Regions from separate parts of the Mus musculus genome. Here region 2 is linked to region 1. A link is a contact called in public HiChIP or PLAC-seq data. All regions are on one chromosome and are shown on one strand. The core of a region is the stretch at or near the end of the contact, and the rest is flanking DNA. Distances in the headings are between cores, read along the strand shown. Region 1 overlaps Gm36264 (a long non-coding RNA gene). Region 2 overlaps Larp4b (La ribonucleoprotein domain family, member 4B).

Region 1 (5,902 bases), core at 1,558-4,057:
CAATTTTGATGTTTTCAGCAATACTTCAGCTTGGAATTGCCTAATCTAGCAGAATATCAAGCATTTAAAAATGTAGGGGAGAGGTAGAATCCCACAGACTTAATAGCATCTGGCAACCTAGGAAGAATGGTTCCTTATTGGTATACCCATTAGAAGACTCGAGCTTCCCAGGAAGTCCCTGTCCCCCGCTTCCTGCCACTAACTAGTTGCACTTATCACTAGGACACACTTATCGCTAGCACATGGCACTGGCAGCAATAATTCTTTCCTCTTGCTTTGTTGGTGAAAATTAAAAGCTCTCTCTCTCTCTCTCTCTCTCTCTCTCACACACACACACACACACACACACTACTGCAATCTGCCCTACCATAGGGTCAGTCGAGGAGAAGTGGGACACCATCCAATCCCAGTAATTACTCTATTTCTAAGGACCTCATAGAAGCCATTTTGGTACTCAATAGGTTTCATTATAAGGAAGAATCTCTCTTCAGACTGTGTCTTTTGCTCATTAATCTTGTGTTTAACCCTTCCATTTTTCCCAGACAACATGAAAAAGCCTGCATGCATATATAGAATTTATTGTCAAACAGTTTTTTCCTTACAAAGATGAATATTGGGGCTGGAATATAGCTTAGTTGGTACAATGCTTGTCTAGCACTGGGAGATCAATTCCCAGCCTGACATAAACTGGGTGTGGAGGCTTAACGTAATCTTAATGTTCTAGAGGCAGGATGATAAGAAATGCAATGTCATCCTCAGTTACAGAGTATGTTTAAGGCTTCATAGTAAGTCTGAGGCTGGCCTGAGCTTCATGACACCATGTGTCAAAAAAAAAAAAGAAAAAAAGAAAAATATTTTATAATCAGGGTTAGGTACTTCAACAAGCAGAAAACACACATATACAGACACACAATGCATATGCATATGCATATACATAAAATCTCACTGTGTAGTCATGGCTGTCCTGGAACTTGCTAACTTGCTATGTAGACCAAGCTGGCCTCAAACTTACTGAGATCCACGTGCCTTTGCCTACTAATTGCTGGGATGAAAGATGTGTACAGCTACACAGAGCCACAAGGAGTACCTTGACATTGGGAGCCAGAGTGAAGCCTTGTCTGAATCCTTTTTGAGGATACTCCCAACTTGGCAGCTGGTGCTGAGTCTGAGTTGGTTAAACCAATAGGTGATTCCTGTTAGCAGAGGCTGTATCAAGACATGCAAAGGGAACAGCAGTCTGGGAGTGGTGCTTTAAAAAGACAAAAACAAAAACAAAAAAACCTCAGGTCTACAAGTTGTTCCTGTTATGGTAGTAAGTAGACTATAAAACACGTTACTACACCATGAACAGATTGAAGATTATGGGATTTTAAGAGCTTGCTTTAGAGAAATCCTAAAGAAACTCAAATGGGAAAAGGTGGGATTTCTTCTTATAAAAAGGAGTTAAGTACTTTGCAGTACTTACTGGAAGGAAAAAAGGCTGCTTCAAAGCTGTGTTAATACAGCCTGCAGCTGAAATGTATCGTAAACCACTGCACAGAGATTCCTCTCCACAGTACAGTAAGAGCCATAGAGACAGCTCCTGATTCAGGAAAAGAAAAGATGACATTTGGTGTTGGCCTGGAAAATCATGATAATGAGGGAGCAGAAATGAACTGTGATTTGATGCTTATGGAATAATTTTTGTGCACCAAATTTTTTATTTATTATTGTAATATCAACAACAGTAACACAAGTATAAAGTAAGGAAGGCAATCTAAATATGAGAAAAGTTCAGAGGGAGTAAGTTACACAACAGCCTGGTTGCCACAAATAGTGGGTAGATGACCACAGGCGTAAGTCACTGTCCAAGCTGCCACATATGGCTTAAGAGCTGTGTGCACTCAGAAGAAGTGGTTTTATTTATTTGCTTGTTATCCACAACCCCCACTAAGAAGATTGGAAAGATGTGTAGGAATAAGCCCGTATTCTTGTCAAATACAGTCTATGGCTAAAGGTATTTTCTCAAAGGGGTCAGTGGTTCTGAAGATGGTAACACCCAGGGGCTTGGAAGATGGCTCAGTGGACAGTAACTCTTACTGCACAAGCATGAGGTCCTGAGTTCAGATCTTCAGAACCCATGCAAAAAGTAAGATCTGGCTATGCATACCTACATGCATAGTGCAGGGCGGGACACTGAGTCAAGACAATCACTGGGGCTTACTGGCCAGTCAGTCTACTTGAAATGGTAAGCTCTGGGATTCAGAGAGCCTGAGCTCAAGAGAATGAAGAAGACACCAATGTGTCCTTGAGCTTCTGTACTTGTACACAAGTGTGCAAACCTGAGCGCACACATACTCGAAGAAGGGAGGGCAGAGAGAGACAGAGACAAAGATGACACTGGGGGGGGCGGGAAGGGGTAGGATTTAAAAGTCAAAGAGAGACAACTTCAACTAGTCATGGTACTAGTTACTAGATTGAGAAAGGGATACTTAGCAATTTCAAAGCAATCACAAAAGACCCGGCTGTTGAGAATACTGAACATTCTTGAGTCTACAATGCGTTTCAATAAATACCTTTAAGTGTCAAAAGGCAGAGAAAAGTGTCTGGAAAAAAACAAAGACACAGCCCCTGCTAGTCTTTTTCCCCCCTCCCTCCATGGTCACGAGCAATGTCCTTGGCATTAGAACATTTGCCTCTCCATGTTTTGTTTGGAGCCACTTCTCTGCTCTAGAGAACATTTTCTGTAGAGGCTGTCAAGCGGGCCACTGAGAGCGGCTCTGGCACTTTGCTGTGAGAGCTGGCGGTTACCACCCGCTGTGGTGCTCTTGTTACACAACTAGGTTGTCTGTCGCAGCGGGAGCTCCAGGGTGGACGTCAAAGGGCAAATGCCTGCTTGATTGGTCATTCATTTACTCTACTGAGGGTTTCTCCCTTTCTCACAGATGAGGGGAGGAAGGCCCAGACTTCAGAAGCTCCTGGGTTTCAGTGTCTGTATATGTATTTATTTATATATCTATACCTGTATGACATAAAACCAGAAAGAAGGTAGGAAGGGGATCAGCAGGAGGGGCAAAGAGTGAGAGAAATGGGGAGTGGGCTACAAATATGAGCCAAGGTACAGTAATATACGTGTAGGCAACACCTTAATCAAAAATATTATTTTAAAAACGGGGACTAGGGAGAAAACTCACTTAGTTGAGATTGTTCCCCATCATCCATTGTGTGGTGGTAATCTCAACGCTTGGAACATGGACACAGGCTCTGGCCAGCCAGCCTATTTGCTAGGACAATGAGAGATCTTATCTCAGAGAGGGAAGGAGGGAGAGAGAGAGAGAGAGAGAGAGAGAGAGAGAGAGAGAGAGAGAGAGTTAGTTGTGGTGCATGCCTTTAATTCCAGCACCAGGGAAACAGAGGCATGTGGATCTCTGTGAGTTTGAAGCCAGTGTACAGAGCAAGTTCCAGGACATTCAGGGCGACCCAGCTACACAGAGAAACCCTGTCTCAAAAAGCAAGAAAGCAAACAAACAATTAAAAAATAAAAAGGAGGAGAAAGGGACTGGAGAGATGGCTCAGCAGTTAAGAGCACTGGGTGCTCTTCCAGAGGTCCTGAGTTCAATTCCCAGCAACCACACAGTGGCTCACAACCATCTTTAATGAGATCTGGTGCCCTCTTCAGGCCTGCAAGTATAAATGCAGGCAGGATGCTGTATACATGATAACTAAATAAATAAGGAAAATACCCCGCCCAAGAAAAAACCCAGGGGCCAGCACCTGAGGAAAGATATCTCAGTTGTCCTCCGATGTCTGCATCCATATACAAAAGTGTACACATACAGAGGGTATTGAGGGAGAACTGCTGATAGCGTTGAATGAGACAACTGCCTACAGCAGTTCCAACCTGGAAATAAATAGTACTCAGCCTCACACAAACAGGCAAATATTCTACCACTGAACTATATCCCAAGATCTATCTTTACTTTTAGCTTTGAGATGGGATCTTCTAAATTTGCCCGACCTAGCTTTGAACTCATTCTGAAGCCACAAAAGCATTGAACTTGCCATTTTCTTGCCTCAGCCTCCCAAACAGGTAAGTATATCAGCTATGCTTTAAAAAGAACAGACCCAGTGTTCGGGAGGGTGGGGCTGTAATGCACACAGTAACTGGAGACCTCAGCAGACTTCATGGATACAAGGCATATTCAGTTAGGAAACATATAATACACTCCTTGTTCTGTGTAAGTCAGGCTTCACTGCTCCATCTCAGAACCTGCCTCACTTTTAACCCAACCCCCCATGTTCTATTCATAGAAATATTTTTTTCATTAGTTTAGCTTTCATCCTAGTGGTATTGCTATTTGCATATATATGTTCAGAGCTTTTAGGAATCATGTGGCTCTTAGGACATACAAATAACACAGATCTTCCATTGTCTCAAGGAAGAAGTTATACTGTGGGACTTAGAAAAATACAATCATCTGTGCCAGGAAGATGGCTCAGTAGATAAAGCAAAATGCAAGTGGGAAGACCTGCATTTGGATCTCTAGAACCCATGCAGATGCTGGATCAGCGGGAGTGCCTGCCTGTAATTTCAGTGCTCAAGGCAGACAAAGAGTCCCCAGAACAAGCTGGCTACCTTGATGAAATATATAGGTGAACTCTGGTTTCATCCGATAGATGCTACCTCGGTGAATAAGGTAGGAGACTGAGGAGGACTCTTGACAATATCCTTGGACCTCCACATGAATCCATAGAGCACACACATATGTCTATATACATTTAAGCATGTGAATGTATACAAAGAGGGGCAAGAAATAAAACAAGGGCTGGAGAGATGGCTCATTGATTAGGAGCCATGCTGATCACCCAGAGTACCCATTTGATTGCCAGTACCCACATGGTGGCTCACAACTGTCTGTGACTCCAGTCCCAGGGGATCTATCTGATGCTCTCTTTTGGTCTCTTGTGGGCACTGAATGAACATGGTTCACAGAATACATGTCAGTCAAGCATATATATATATATATATATATATATATATATATATATATATCCTAGATTTGTATTCTCTTATTCATGTTGGGGTAAAATGGAATAATTTCAGTCCCCCTAAATTTAATCTATACCTTAAGTTAGATCTAGTTCAACTTCAGCAAAGGTGAATTTTCCAGTCTTTGGGTAAATGGGATAAACCTAGTAGCCATTGGTACTATCATGGCCTCCAAAACCCCAAAAGGTAAAACATAAATATCAAACAAATTTAACATCTCAAATATCTAATGCCTTTATTTGAGAGATGTGGTGGGGGTAGTGGGGTTAAGATTTCAGAGACTCTGGGAAATGAAAGTGTTTCACCTGGCTAGTCAAACAGAACACCTTTCTATAAAGGTCTACAAGAGCTGGTGTGTAACAGCAAACATGGACATTCTTTCACCAAACAAAGCAGCAGAAGTAAACAAGAGGAGCCGCCTGGTCAAGGTCCCATGAGGGGTGACTCAGCACAACTCACACTTGAAGCACAGCCCTTGCAGTGAAATCCAACACTAGAAGTGTATTGCTCATTGCTGCTTCCTGTTGACAGATTGTATGGAGCTCCTGAAACAAACCCTCCTGGGAATAACGACTTCCAATGCACGGTCTTGGGAAAGAGCAGGCAGGAGACTCCCCTGCAGAGAGGCTTCAGTAGGAGAGGGAGTTCTGAAGCCAGACTAGTTGGCCTTCAAGTCCACAAAGGACTGGCATTAGGAGAGAGAACCACTGTTATAGCAAGACAGAAGTCCTGAAGGGAGAGCACGACTTATGGTTCCTGAAATATAGACCAGCTATAGTCAAACACGATGGAACCTTAAGAGTAAGAGAGAGAAACTTTCTTTCAGACCTGAAGAACAAAGGGAGGTTCTCACTCTTAGGTTTTCAGGGCTAG
Region 2 (5,902 bases), core at 1,059-3,558, 150 kb before region 1:
TCAGGACCAGTGCAAGTGCTATGCTTACACAGAGAGCAGGCGGGGACAGTGTGACACAGCGGTCAGGTCGTGAGATGGCTTCACTCCCGATCCTCCACATGGAGCATTACTGCAGAGCCGTAGCTGGTTTGGCACTTACACAGACTTGTGGAATTCAATCTTCCTACTTCTGCCTCCCAAGTATAGAGATGCCAGATCATCAAGGGCAGGAACTCCTGCCTCACTGTGCATCCCTGGCTGGCTGAAACTTGCTATGTAGATCACAGGACTCAAATTTGCAGTTATCTCTCTGCCCCATCTCCCAAGCATTGGACCTAAGGGCCTAAGCCAACAGAGCTGGCAGAGTCACTGGGACACATAAGCAGGGCAACAGGACAGCGTGTTGCTCTTTATGCCATTCTGCTTCATTCCATCCCTTACCCTGTTTTCCTTTTATTCTTCTCTCATATATTACATACTGACCTTAGTCTTCCCTCCCTCAAAGGATGAAGAAGCCGTGAACCACCCATGCCCCTCCTCTAGACCCCCCACCCCACAATCTGTCTAAGCCTTTGAAGCAGACAAACTTTTGTTGTTGCTGTGTTTTTCTCCGTGTAGCCCTCCCTGGCTGTCCTGAAATCTGTTCTGTAGACCAGGCTGACCTTAAACTCAGAAATCCACCTGCATCTGCCTCTAGAGTATCTAGATTAAAGGTATACGTGTACCACCACTACCCAGCTAATCATTTCATATGTACAACACACACACTAAATACAGAGGTCACCAAACTCCATACAGGACAGAGTTGGGACCTTGTTACTATCTGAAATAGAAGACCTCAGTGAACTCATACAGAGAAATGAAGGCACACACTACTGAAAGCCCATCGTCAGAGTCAGGACACACACGGGATGCCTGAGTGCTGTGGAGGGCAGGCAAGGCACTTACTGTTGCTGCTCCATTCACCTGCACGGATTTACATGCAGTTGTAGTAGGGGTAGAAGGGAGTCTGTCCACACTCTGAGTTTCCCTCTGCTTTTCTGCCACCTTGGGATCCCTGTGAAAATGCCATCTGGTTTAAGAACCACACTTAATATTACAGAGCACTTAAACTTGTACCTGGCAGAGGGCTGGCAGAATACTGATACTCACTCAGGTAAATGGACCGGGGAAGGGGAACGTTCAAATGCTGCCGACACAGCACAGGGCGCTGGCACGGAGGGCTCTCTGGGTCCCACTACAGGAACAGTGTTTGTGCTTGCATCTGTACTGAGGTTCTGAAAACCGTTAAAGTAGTATTTAGCAATTGTCATATCTTTGCCCAAGAAGTTAAGGGTCCAACCACGGCAATCTCTAACCCATCTTTGGAGACTGCTTCCTAACCCCTACGATTGATGCCGACTGGTGTATCCATACTCCAAGCAAACAAAACAATGGCATGTTACCAACAACTGTCAAGTCACAGCAGAGACACAGGAGAAGCCTCCAGCAAACATAATGACATTTTGAGTCTGTCATTGGCTGCACAGCACTCAGCCTTTTTGCTCCCAGCAGATGCATTATAATTACCCGTAAGTTTGTCTTTTCAAGTGAAGAGCTTCCAAACACACCTTACTCATCTGACATATCAGGGATCTGACATATCAGCTGGGGTGGAATTACCAAGTTACACTATGATTCACACTTGTAACTAATACAAAACAAAGACTGACATATCCATGCTTACATAAATCTGAGTGCCCAGTGGTGGGAGGTAGATACCCACAGGAGCTCTCATGAGAATCCACAAACCACCCTTAGAAGCAGGTGTACAAAAGTGCTTTATCCAATTTAATAGGCAAGGTCACTAAGGTAAGACCTGAGTGAATCAGACATTACCCCATCAACGAGTTGCTTAGTGGAGCCGTGATTCATACAAGTGTACACATGGTGTGTCATTAACCCAGCATGTGATTTTAGGGCAAGTTAAGTAATTGGCTACAAGTTTAAATACAAAAAGACAAAATTTACTAACTGCTTTTCTCTTCAAAGAAGGTGTAAGTTCAAAGGTTAAAAAAAAAGTTGCTGGAATAGAGTAGCTGGAACTTCAGCTTTGGGAGAACGGAACAATTTATACTTTTGCCGGGGAGGGGGCTGAGGGGGGGGGGGGAGTATGGGAGGGGGACAGAGGTTCTGCTGGATTGAGAACAAGTGAAAGAAACCTAACACAAGGAAGCTAATGGCTTTCTATTTGTAAAAGCATGCTCAGATTCATCGTGTGTTAAACACTGACTAACACAGATACATATGGCACTTTGCAAAGAGTCATAAATCCAGGTCAAGCACGGAGGGGCTAGGTGGCCTATTGTCCCAAGTCCTCTGCAGTTTCTGCAGACATATCACCACTGGCAGCAGTGAAGACTGTGTAACTTGGCCACAGAGTCAAGAACAGCCTTTCAGAAAGCAATAATTGTTTCTTTAAACAGGGCTTTCCACAGAAACTGAAGTACATTCCGAGCAGCAGCTGTCTTTGGAGCTAGGAGGCCTACTATTACTCTCTTATTTATTACTAAGGGAGGAGGACATGCTTGAAAACAAGACTCCATGACTGCTGAAATGATCATTTTCTGTTTTATAAGCCAACTGGAAATTATTAGGTGAATGTTAAGACTTACACTGTCCAAGACATCTCAACTCTAACATGTAACCCTTACTAGAAAAGTTAGGATCTTGGGAAACTCAGTGTCCATGCTAAAAACAGTGGCAATTACTATCCCAATCTGAGATTCAACTTTTACCTGACCTTAATCTCAAGTTACTATAGCAAAGTCATCTGGCCTAGTAACTATGGCAGCCGCTACTGTGGCTCTAAACTCTGTAGTAGAGTGGTGTCCCGCCCTCTAATGAAAAGACACATGTGCTATCTGATGTACAGCCATAGTTTACCATGCAGCAGGAGGGATGTATTCTACAGCCCCCCACTGTGTGTACCCCTAGCACTTAGCCATACCTTAGTAATTGGGCAGAAAGTAATTTCTCTACATGTCCCACAGTCTTCAAACACTGACCCTGGCAGAGGGACAAATCCCATTTCCAGCCTGCTAGCTAAGTGTCCTTCAAAGGCAGGCCTGGAAAGGGATCTCCTGAGATGAGGACTGTAGTGAAAGACCACGATGCAGCCCAGAGTTTACCTGAAGCCACTACACTACAGCAGAGCGAGCCTAAGCTTCTTCCTACGTGCACTACGTAGATTACCACAAGTCTTATTTCTGCTCTAATTCAGACTTATGGGTCTAGGCATCTGTACAGCACAGGCTTCAACGGCAACCCCAGCAGATGGCAAGGAAAGGCTGGCTTGAGCTGGCTCCAAGGATAAACAGCTATCACCCCAACCTCACCCCCCCCCCACTTTCTAATGTGTGCAAAAGACCTGGGTCAAGTCCTGGTACAAATCAGTGCCTAGAAAACATCAGCAACTGTAACACATAGCTTACTCTTTCTTTTGAAGATCCTATGATCAAGCTGGAAAGCCTGTTTTCAAACAAGTCCTCTGTCTTCAAATTGCCTGCAGCTCCAGGTAATGGGGGGAAGTTGGACAGTCCCAGTTCGAAGCTCGGTGATGGAGGCTTTGGTGGTGTTGGAGACTGCGTCTGACTGCTCTGCAACACAGCAGCACCCCGTAAGGTCACACAAGTGTGAAGTGACAAGGGTAGAAAGCAAGTCAAAGAATCTTCCAACTTTCACACCCGCCCCAAAATTTATAAATGTTGCACAAATAATTCCTAGGGTCCAACTAACTTGAAACTTAGGCCACCATGATAAACTGTAAGCAGAGTCTAGAAAACAATAACGTCAGAGTTCAAATGTAAACAGTAGGCCAGTGTGAGGGTACAGTGGCCAAAAGTCTGCTGCTAAGCCTGAGGACCTAAACTTAACCCCTGGGAACCACACAGTACAAAGAAAAAAAGAAACTACTCATACAAGTTGTCCTTTGACCTTCATATATGGGCCAAACATGTGAGCTGTGCATATTCACACGTGCAAACACACACACACACACACACACACACACACACACACACACACACACACACACTTACAAAATTCCAAAGATAAGCAGGTTACAAGATGTAATACATCTAAGGTGACAAACCAAACAGAGGCTGTACTGATAACCTTTCAGCTCAAGTTCACCCAGCTATGAGCCCTTACAACCACTCTCTTGGTAGCCTTCTTGGTGATCAGATCAAATGTGATCTCACAGAGCTTGTTGAAAAGTAACCCATACCTCAGTGGCTCCAATATGTCAATAAGAGAGAAGCCAGAAAGTGCTTCCTGCTGAGGAAAGGATGATAGTTCTCTACTAATGGGAAGAAAGACATCCACACCCCTAGGTTGCTAAGATCTATGGTACAAACGAAGCCTCTGCTCACAGTGCTGCAGAGGGAAGACAGGCTCATGCTAGCTTGGCTACTGCATCTAACATCCAAACAAACTTGATGTTTCCTATTAGCCAAGGTTTCAGCATGCACTCTCCAGTCTTAGATGCTTCCCAGTGGTTGGGAGGAGAGCTCTTGCTTAAAATCCCACTATAGTTACCCACTGAGGACCTTTTCTGAACAACATATAGACCAAACCATTCATAAAAGTGAACTCGTACCTGAGTTGTTCACAGCACCTTTGTTTACATATTAAAGAAGCACACCATAAACCAGTCATCAGTATTCCTAAAAACTCCACAATCCTTTCTTAATTAGGCCAAACATGTCAGTTACAGTTTAATGATATCACTTTTTAAGTTCTTTGCTCTGTTCCTCCTCATATCTCAGTCTTAATCCACTTAATTAGTGCTCATGTTTGCTATCTTATATTTAAATGTCTTAGAAAGATATCCCTTTGGGGATAAGAGATGGTTCTGTAAGTAAGATTGCTTGCTCTGCAAACATGAGGACCTGAGTTTAAATCCCTGGAACTCATGTAAAAAGATAAATGTAGCTGGATGTCTGGAGCCCTAGCATTGACGGGATAATCAAAGGAGCTCACTGGCAACCAACCTACCTGAAACAGGGGGCTTCCAGTTCAATAAGAGACTATCTAAAAACAATAAGGTTGAGAGTGATAGATACCTGAAGTCTCCTTTTGGCTCTTATGTATTCCAGTGGATGGGTTCATACATTAGTGAGCTTGTGTGTGTGAGTACACACACACACATATACACACACACACACACACACACACACTCTATATATACTTACTGTAAACTTCTCTTCTCTTTTCTTCCGATAGCCAAAGGAATTTTTCCTAGAAGAAAGCAAAAGACCATTATTTTTCCCCTCACTTGAAAAATTTGCAAAGCTTATGTTTGGTTCATGTATACAAAGCAGCATGCACCAACTCAACCAGTCTTTAATATGTTTAATCTTTCATGAATAAATTCGGATTCTAAAAGTCAGCTTTTAAAAGCACAGTGAGAGGCGAGGCATTGCAGCACACGCCTGCAGGTCTAGTACTGGGGTGGCCGAGGCAGGAGGCTGGCAAGCTTATGGTCAGCCTGTATCATATAACAAAATGGTCTTATGGTCTTAAATAAAAGTACAAACAAATCAAAATGTTGAAAGGAAATCATTAAGTTAGATATCCAGAAAGATAAGAGAAAAATAGTTATTCTTAGTAGCTACTAGCTACTTAGAATTTCTAAGATTTGAATGTTTAAATCCCTTCAGCTGGAATGACAAGATATATATAACAGAAAATCTAACACTAAACTATATTAGGTGAGCTATTTAAAACATGAGTAAAAAAAACTATAATTATTCCTTACTGCAAAAGCCACATTAAGAACCTCTGAAACCTTAAGAGGTCCCTAAAGTTCAAGCTTGCCTTCCCATCAACAGCAGCCAGACCCTGGGCAGAAAGGCTGAAAGTCTGTGCCCTGCAGCTCCAC

Evidence for each region. HiChIP or PLAC-seq counts read pairs in DNA pulled down with a chosen protein or histone mark.
Region 2: an HNF4G HiChIP or PLAC-seq map of pancreatic cancer cells shows a contact between it and region 1. The contact joins two enhancer-like sites. A contact is called at or near these places in 2 of 484 Hi-C or Micro-C datasets (group 2 innate lymphoid cells and nephron progenitors), 5 of 115 datasets of contacts at active chromatin or transcription factors (bone marrow-derived dendritic cells, embryonic stem cells and pancreatic cancer cells) and 2 of 9 other capture datasets (adipose tissue and liver).

Annotation. Positions count from the first base shown.
Region 1 is chr13:9,014,251-9,020,152 of GRCm38.p6, reverse strand. The region is part of intron 2 of Gm36264 (a long non-coding RNA gene); the gene reads left to right. Among named protein-coding and RNA genes, the nearest start is that of Gtpbp4, 21 kb to the right of the region's middle. Within about 2 kb of position 2,807, at least 51 of the 459 cell types and tissues checked have an H3K27ac peak or open chromatin away from gene starts, as enhancers often do. A contact at or near this core is called in pancreatic cancer cells, where this site is marked.
Region 2 is chr13:9,164,032-9,169,933 of GRCm38.p6, reverse strand. It overlaps Larp4b (La ribonucleoprotein domain family, member 4B), which reads right to left. Exons shown (of 18, transcript NM_172585.3): 14 at 5,214-5,259; 15 at 3,453-3,617; 16 at 1,132-1,256; 17 at 928-1,036. Among named protein-coding and RNA genes, the nearest start is that of Larp4b, 73 kb to the right of the region's middle. Within about 2 kb of position 2,308, at least 12 of the 459 cell types and tissues checked have an H3K27ac peak or open chromatin away from gene starts, as enhancers often do. A contact at or near this core is called in pancreatic cancer cells, where this site is marked.